Linked DNA regions of Mus musculus: region 2 is linked to region 1. A link is a contact called in public Hi-C data. All regions are on one chromosome and are shown on one strand. The core of a region is the stretch at or near the end of the contact, and the rest is flanking DNA. Distances in the headings are between cores, read along the strand shown.

Evidence for each region. Hi-C and Micro-C count contacts between places; a contact is called where the count stands out from the background.
Region 2: a Hi-C map of cerebellar granule neurons shows a contact between it and region 1, with 2.5 times the contacts expected there. The contact joins two enhancer-like sites. A contact is called at or near these places in 1 of 15 datasets of contacts at CTCF or cohesin (large pre-B cells), 6 of 484 Hi-C or Micro-C datasets (the AtT-20 cell line, B cells, cerebellar granule neurons and 3 more), 2 of 115 datasets of contacts at active chromatin or transcription factors (embryonic stem cells and trophoblast stem cells) and 1 of 9 other capture datasets (embryonic stem cells).

Annotation. Positions count from the first base shown.
Region 1 is chr10:116,652,057-116,655,170 of GRCm38.p6, forward strand. No RefSeq gene overlaps it. Among named protein-coding and RNA genes, the nearest start is that of Gm26579, 21 kb to the right of the region's middle. Within about 2 kb of position 1,550, at least 25 of the 459 cell types and tissues checked have an H3K27ac peak or open chromatin away from gene starts, as enhancers often do. A contact at or near this core is called in cerebellar granule neurons, where this site is marked.
Region 2 is chr10:116,769,798-116,772,911 of GRCm38.p6, forward strand. No RefSeq gene overlaps it. Among named protein-coding and RNA genes, the nearest start is that of 4930579P08Rik, 42 kb to the left of the region's middle. Within about 2 kb of position 1,589, at least 34 of the 459 cell types and tissues checked have an H3K27ac peak or open chromatin away from gene starts, as enhancers often do. A contact at or near this core is called in cerebellar granule neurons, where this site is marked.

The DNA of each region.
Region 1 (3,114 bases), core at 300-2,799:
TGCTTGAATCTTACACAGAAGGGGGAATAAAATAGTCATAAGTGGATGGAGGGAGGGAACTAGGTGGGAGAGGGCATGAGGAGAACAGAGAGGGATGGGTAAGAGAAAGGAAGTCAGTAGGAGTGGGCATCTCTGGGATGGGGACGGCTCCCAGAAGTGTTGCATTTTTAAAAGAGTTATTAACCAGAAGGAAACACTAACTAGAATATTCATCGTAGGGGCACACTTCTGAGCATCGTTTATAATGGTGGCATATAAATTAATTTAGAAACTATTAGGAAGATATTTTGCTAACCATTTGAGAAGAGATGAGATCAGACCATTAGCTCAGACTACAGGCGAATGTAAGAGTCAAATCAACTATCATGGTGTCCGGAGGATGGCACCAAGGGAAAGAGCACTTGCTTTGCAAGCGTGAAGACCTGAGTTCCAATCCCCATCACAGGCATGTCCGATGTGCCAGAAACCTTATACTGGAGGACAGAAACAGGTGGATTCTAGGAGTTCACTGTCCAGCAAATCTATCCAAGACATTGAGCTCCAGGCTCAGTCTCAAAAAAAAAAAAAAAAAAAAAAAAAGGTAGAAAATGATACAGGAAGAAAATTGGGAATAGTTCCAAGACAAGCAACATTCTTTTCTGGATTTGTTCTTACATGCACATGGTCAAGCACACACACACATACACACACACACGTGTACACACAGGCACACACAGGCACACGTACGCACATGCATGCACACACATACACAGGCACACGTTCGAACATGCATGTACACACACATCACGAGAACTCTGTGCCTAATTGTTCTCCACTTCAGAGTTTTGCTTAGCTAATTTTAGTCAAATAGCCCATAGCTCACCTGTTTGGCAAGGCTAGCTGCCTGTCGAGCCCCAGTCATTTCTCTGTGTCTGTCCCCCAGAGCTGTGATATGCTGGCCACACTTTACAGCTGTTTGTTTTAACTGCTCCCCTCTAGGCCTGCCCGGCCCCCAGGCGGGACTCAGAAGTAGAAATGGCAGTGCTGATGCTCAGCCCACTTTCTCCTTTTTATTCCTCTGAGCATTCCAACCCAAGGGATGATGCCAACCATCCACATACTGAGTGGGTCTTCCCTGCTCCGTTAAACTCTTCCCATAGACACTTGATGTGTGTTATCAGGCTGATTCTAAATCCCACCAAGTCAACAGTGAAGATTAACCACCACTAGTTATTCCTGAATTCTTAGCAACGGCCATGTTCTGATCCTCAGTTTTTGAACCAATGCAAAAGCCCTTTAATCATCTATGAGGATAAATGATCTGATGAAGGCTTTTCCCCTGGAAACACGAAAATCAGGTAGTGAAGGGAAAATGTCTTGTTTCCTTCCAGGAAACATCATGCGAATAAACTAAAAGCTTTACTGCATAGAGAAGAATAGTGAAATCCAAAATCCATCTGCAAATAGTGGAGGATTTCTCCCGTTTCACTAGGCGCATGCGCTGAATGGCTACTGTCCCGTCTCACGGTGGATCGGTGTGCTCTAACACAGATCTGGCCATCTGTCCTTGTTTTCTTCCATTTGCAGCATCTGTTCGCCCTGCTGCCTTTCTCTGCTTTTTGAATCACACAGCGTAAGCTGTCCCAGAAATGCAATTGTGAGCCACGAGCAACTCGTCTATATTCACCTACACAGTAACGTTTACAATGTTGAGATTTGGGGCTGGAGGGATGGCTCAGAGATTAAGAACAGTGGCTGCTCCTCCAGAGACTAGGAGTCAATTTCCAGCCCACCTACATGGCAGCCCAGAACCATCTGTAACCCAAGTCCCAGGGAGTCCGACTCCCCCTACTGGCACTTCATGTACATGACACATACATGCTGGCAAAACATCTATACATATAAAAAAAAAAAAAACAAAAAAAAATTTAAGATTTATGTGTGTTTGCTTCAATTAAGTTGTTATTGACATGATTTTTTGAACATGTTGCAAAAAACCAAATATATAAACCTACACCTATTTTTGGAAGAATTCATGTAGTTTGCTATCATACTGAAAAGGTTTAATAAAGAGTGTGTTTCGAGGATGAAGGCTGGTCTGCCCGGACAGATCTCAGCACTGTGCTTTCCCGCCTGGGCTAGAACAGTAGCTACCCCAGGGCATCTCAGCGAGAGTCTGCGGTCATCCGAGAACCTGCCCAGCCTGCACACCGCAGAGCTAGTTCCAGCCAGCCAGGCTTTTGGTACACCCAGGCCGGAAGCTACTAAGATGAAGACAGCTCTATTGAGCATTTATCACTTGTCCAGTCACAAGGTCAGACCCAACCTGCTTGATAGGCAAGACAAGAAGCTCCAGGTTCACCTGACGAGTTCCCGCGTCTACATCCGGGAAACACGAATTTTAAAGAACCCAGAAAGAAGTTTCTCCACGGCTTCACTCCTCCCTCCTGCTTTATTTCCAGCCCCCCCCCCCATGTTCTTCGATGTTGTTCCACTTTTAAATGCTTTTACGTTTTGATTTTTTATTCTCTTCCGTTTATCAAATTTTGCATATGCTTTTTTTTTTTTTTGTGAATCCCTCTAGGCCTAGACCTTTTTTGTTTTTTTTAAAAAGTTTCCTTTTATTATTTTATGTATATGTGTGTTTTGCCTGCATGTGTGTCTATGCAACTCGTGCATGCCTGGTGTTCATGAAAGGCAGAGGTGGGCATTGGATCCCTTGGAACTGGAATTACAGACATTTGAGAGCTGGTGTGTGGGTACTAGGATTGAACCTTGGTCCTCTGGAAAAGCTGTCAGTGCTTGTAACTGCTGAGCCATCTCTCCAGTCCCTGGGCATGCAGCTTTCTTCTTTTTTTCTTTCTTTCTTTCTCTCTTTCTTTCTTTCTTTCTTTCTTTCTTTCTTTCTTTCTTTCTTTCTTTCTTTCTTTCTTCCTTCCTTCCTTCCTTCCTTCCTTCCTTCCTTCCTTTCTTTCTTTCTTTTTCTCTCTTTCTTTCAATTTTATTTTATTTTATTTTATTTTTTTTCACTCCAGATTTTATCCCCCTCCCAGTCCTCCCGCTGAAGTGTTCCACATCCCATACCTCCCCTGTACCTTGTCTCCACGAGGATGTCTTCACCCCCACCCCCACTTC
Region 2 (3,114 bases), core at 339-2,838, 120 kb after region 1:
TACTGCTCAGCCTTTCAAATCAGTCTTTATTGTAACAAGCAGACTTACGTGAAACCTTCCTTCCTTCCCCACCCCTGACTCCAGTGTTTAAAACATAAGCAAACACCTTTATCATCTTGTACCTGACAGCTCAGACATTTCTTCCTGCTTGAAGTCTCTCCTGTTCCATCTTCCATCTTTTGCATGTTCCTAAGAGGTAGTATTTATTCACACACACACACACACACACACACACACACACACACACACACACACACCAGCTCTCACACAGCACAAAGGCCAGTGCTAGGGTGTCAAGGCATCCTGTGTGGCTATCTGGCTATCCCACAGTGCCCCAGAAGGGTCAGTCATGACCTCAAGCTTAGCAATTCCCTAGCACCTCATACAGAGCCCTGCATACAGAGCCTGGCATACAGAGCCCGGCATACAGAGCCTGGCATACAGAGCCCTGCATACAGAGCCTGGCATACAGAGCCCTGCATACAGAGCCTGGCATACAGAGCCCGGCATACAGAACCCTGCATACAGAGCCCTGCATAAGTGTAGGGGAGCAGACAAGCCTGCAGAGCCGGGGAGGTAAACTGTGTGCAGCCAGGTCTCTACTGTCATTGAGGTGTTTCATTAATTTCTTCTTCTTTCACTTCTAGGAGATGCTAAGAGCAAACAGATTCCTTTCCTTTTCAATACCATCTTGAGTGGCTTCTCTGCCATACACAGTTCCAGATACTACTCTGGAAGCCCCAAAACGTCCACACTCAACAGAAACCATTTCTGGGTAACTGTGGAGGATGGCAAGCCCGAGAACCGGCAGCTCACGTCAGTGGGAACACCACAGCGGGGTGATGCCTGACGGAGGCGTTCAGTGTTGGAACACAATAGGAAACATTCACTAAGGGTTTCGAGACCAACGTGCAATCAATTTGAATGCTGATGCAGTTGCCCTGTACTGAAATAAACGCAGCAGAATAAATATAAATGATGAGAATAATAAACTGTCAGTGCTCTGGAATCTCGTGACAGACAATAGGGCGTTGGATTTTCCATAGTTTCTATTGGAAGCTTTTAAGAGGTTTTTTGTTTTTAATATGCCGTGAGAAAGAAAAAAAAAGAATATTAACCTCTTAATATAAGCAGTAATAACAACAATATTTTGATTCCAAATATTAACAATTAAAAGCAATCTCAGGGAAGGACGGGAAGGAACTTCAGTGTGTGTGGGTACGCTTTCTTTCCTTACGGCCCATGCGGAAAAGGACAGTGTTTCAGTGTATACATCTCTCAATAGATGTTGGTTGATCATTATTATGGTCTAGGAAACATGGTCTCTAGCTGTAAAAGACAGCTCATGGACATGCAAGTAGCCTCCCCTTAACAAAACCAACCGAATCACATTTAAAAGGGGAGAACCCTGTGCCTGACTTGCTTCTTCAAGCTAGTATCACGCCAGAGACTCAAACTCCCACAATCCTTCCTCTTTACAGTGAAGTTCTGCATAGATATCCATGTTATCTCAGGTTCACAACAACCCTAAGTGGCAGAGAAGAGTATTATCTGACCGATTCTGCCTCGAGGAAGCGGAGTGCGCAGGAGGCAAGTGACTCATCCAGGATGGAACTAGTTATAATTTGTTGAGCCAGGACTAGCACCAAGCCACCTGACTCTGAGCTTCAGTTGGCTTCCCGGTTATTTTGCATTTAAACAGAGAGTCATCTGGGTGTCACTAAAAGCTGGCTAGAGAGGTCAACTCTGGCCAAGGCGCGTTATCACGAATCTTTCGAAAATATGACCTCATTTTATATTTATGTGGAGCCGTAAAGAAGTTGAAGGCTTGAGACTGTGATCCTTGGCAGCTAAATCTTCCTCCAATTGTATGTCATAAGAACTGACAGAGACTCTTCCGTTCATGGAAGCCAGCCAAGAAGGGATGGGCGCGTTTAAGCAGCAACGTTGGTAAGCTGGAAGTCTCCGAAGCCGAGTTTCTACAGGCTTTAAACAGCGTCTCATCAAAAATGCACCGGACTCTAAATCCTTGGGTGCTTCTTAAGAGCTCAACTGACTCTTTAGAATCAGGCGCAGAAATCAATGATGCGTGCCCTGAAGACATCTAGCTTTGCCAAGTGAAGATTTCACTAGAGTGTTCCTCTGAGTGGGTCTGATAGTTAGCATTCCTGAGTGAGCTGTTAAGCTCGGATGCAATATAAATAGAAGGAACTTAGTGGCTGGTGACAGGAGACTCATCTCTTCTCTGTCCCTCTGCAACCCTCCCCCCACTCTATATCATAACTTAATGGCCTCTGATCAGTTTTCAGGTCCCAAAGAAATACCCTTTCCTTGAGCCATTAGTGTGTTAGTGGTTTATTCGGTGGGTCAATATCTAAGTTGGTGGTCTCTCGTAAATTCTAAAGAGCTGTGAAGACAGAAGAGAATCTCCAGGGTCCGTGATATAAGAGAGTTGACAGGGATGATATTTAGCACCGGAGAGGCCGACTCATTTCTTGTGCCCAGAGAGAGAGGAGAGGAAAGACTTCTTTCTTTTCAAGTCGCAGGGCTGTGAGATCACACACGAAGTCTGGAAAGTGCGAACGGAATGGCTGATTTTGCTTATCTTTTGAAGTTCACTAGACTCACGACTTGCTATACCCTTGAGATTCTATCACTAAAGATGAAAGTCAAAAATTCTATGGGAGCAAGGCATCATGGCTCAAGCTTATATTACCAGAACTTGGGTGCCCGAGGCAGAAGGATCACCCACATTTCAGGCTAGGCTAGACTATAGAGTGAGATTCTATTTTAAAGAGAGAACTGGATGGAGGGCTCAGTGGTTAAGAGTACTGACTTGTCTTCCAAAGGACCTGGGTTCAAATCCCAGCACTCATGCATCAGCTCACAACTCCGGTTGCAGGAAACCGGTGAAACCTTCATCGGCTCTGCAGAATTCTGCACGCACACGGGGCACAGAAATCCACACAATTATACCTGCTCACACACAGAAAAATAAAAGAGAAATAAATAATTTTACAAAGTGTATAGGTAAGGGCTGGTGAGAAGGCTTAGCAGTTAAGAGCACTGACTGCTCTTCCAGAGGTCCTGAGTTCAATTCTCAGCAACCACATG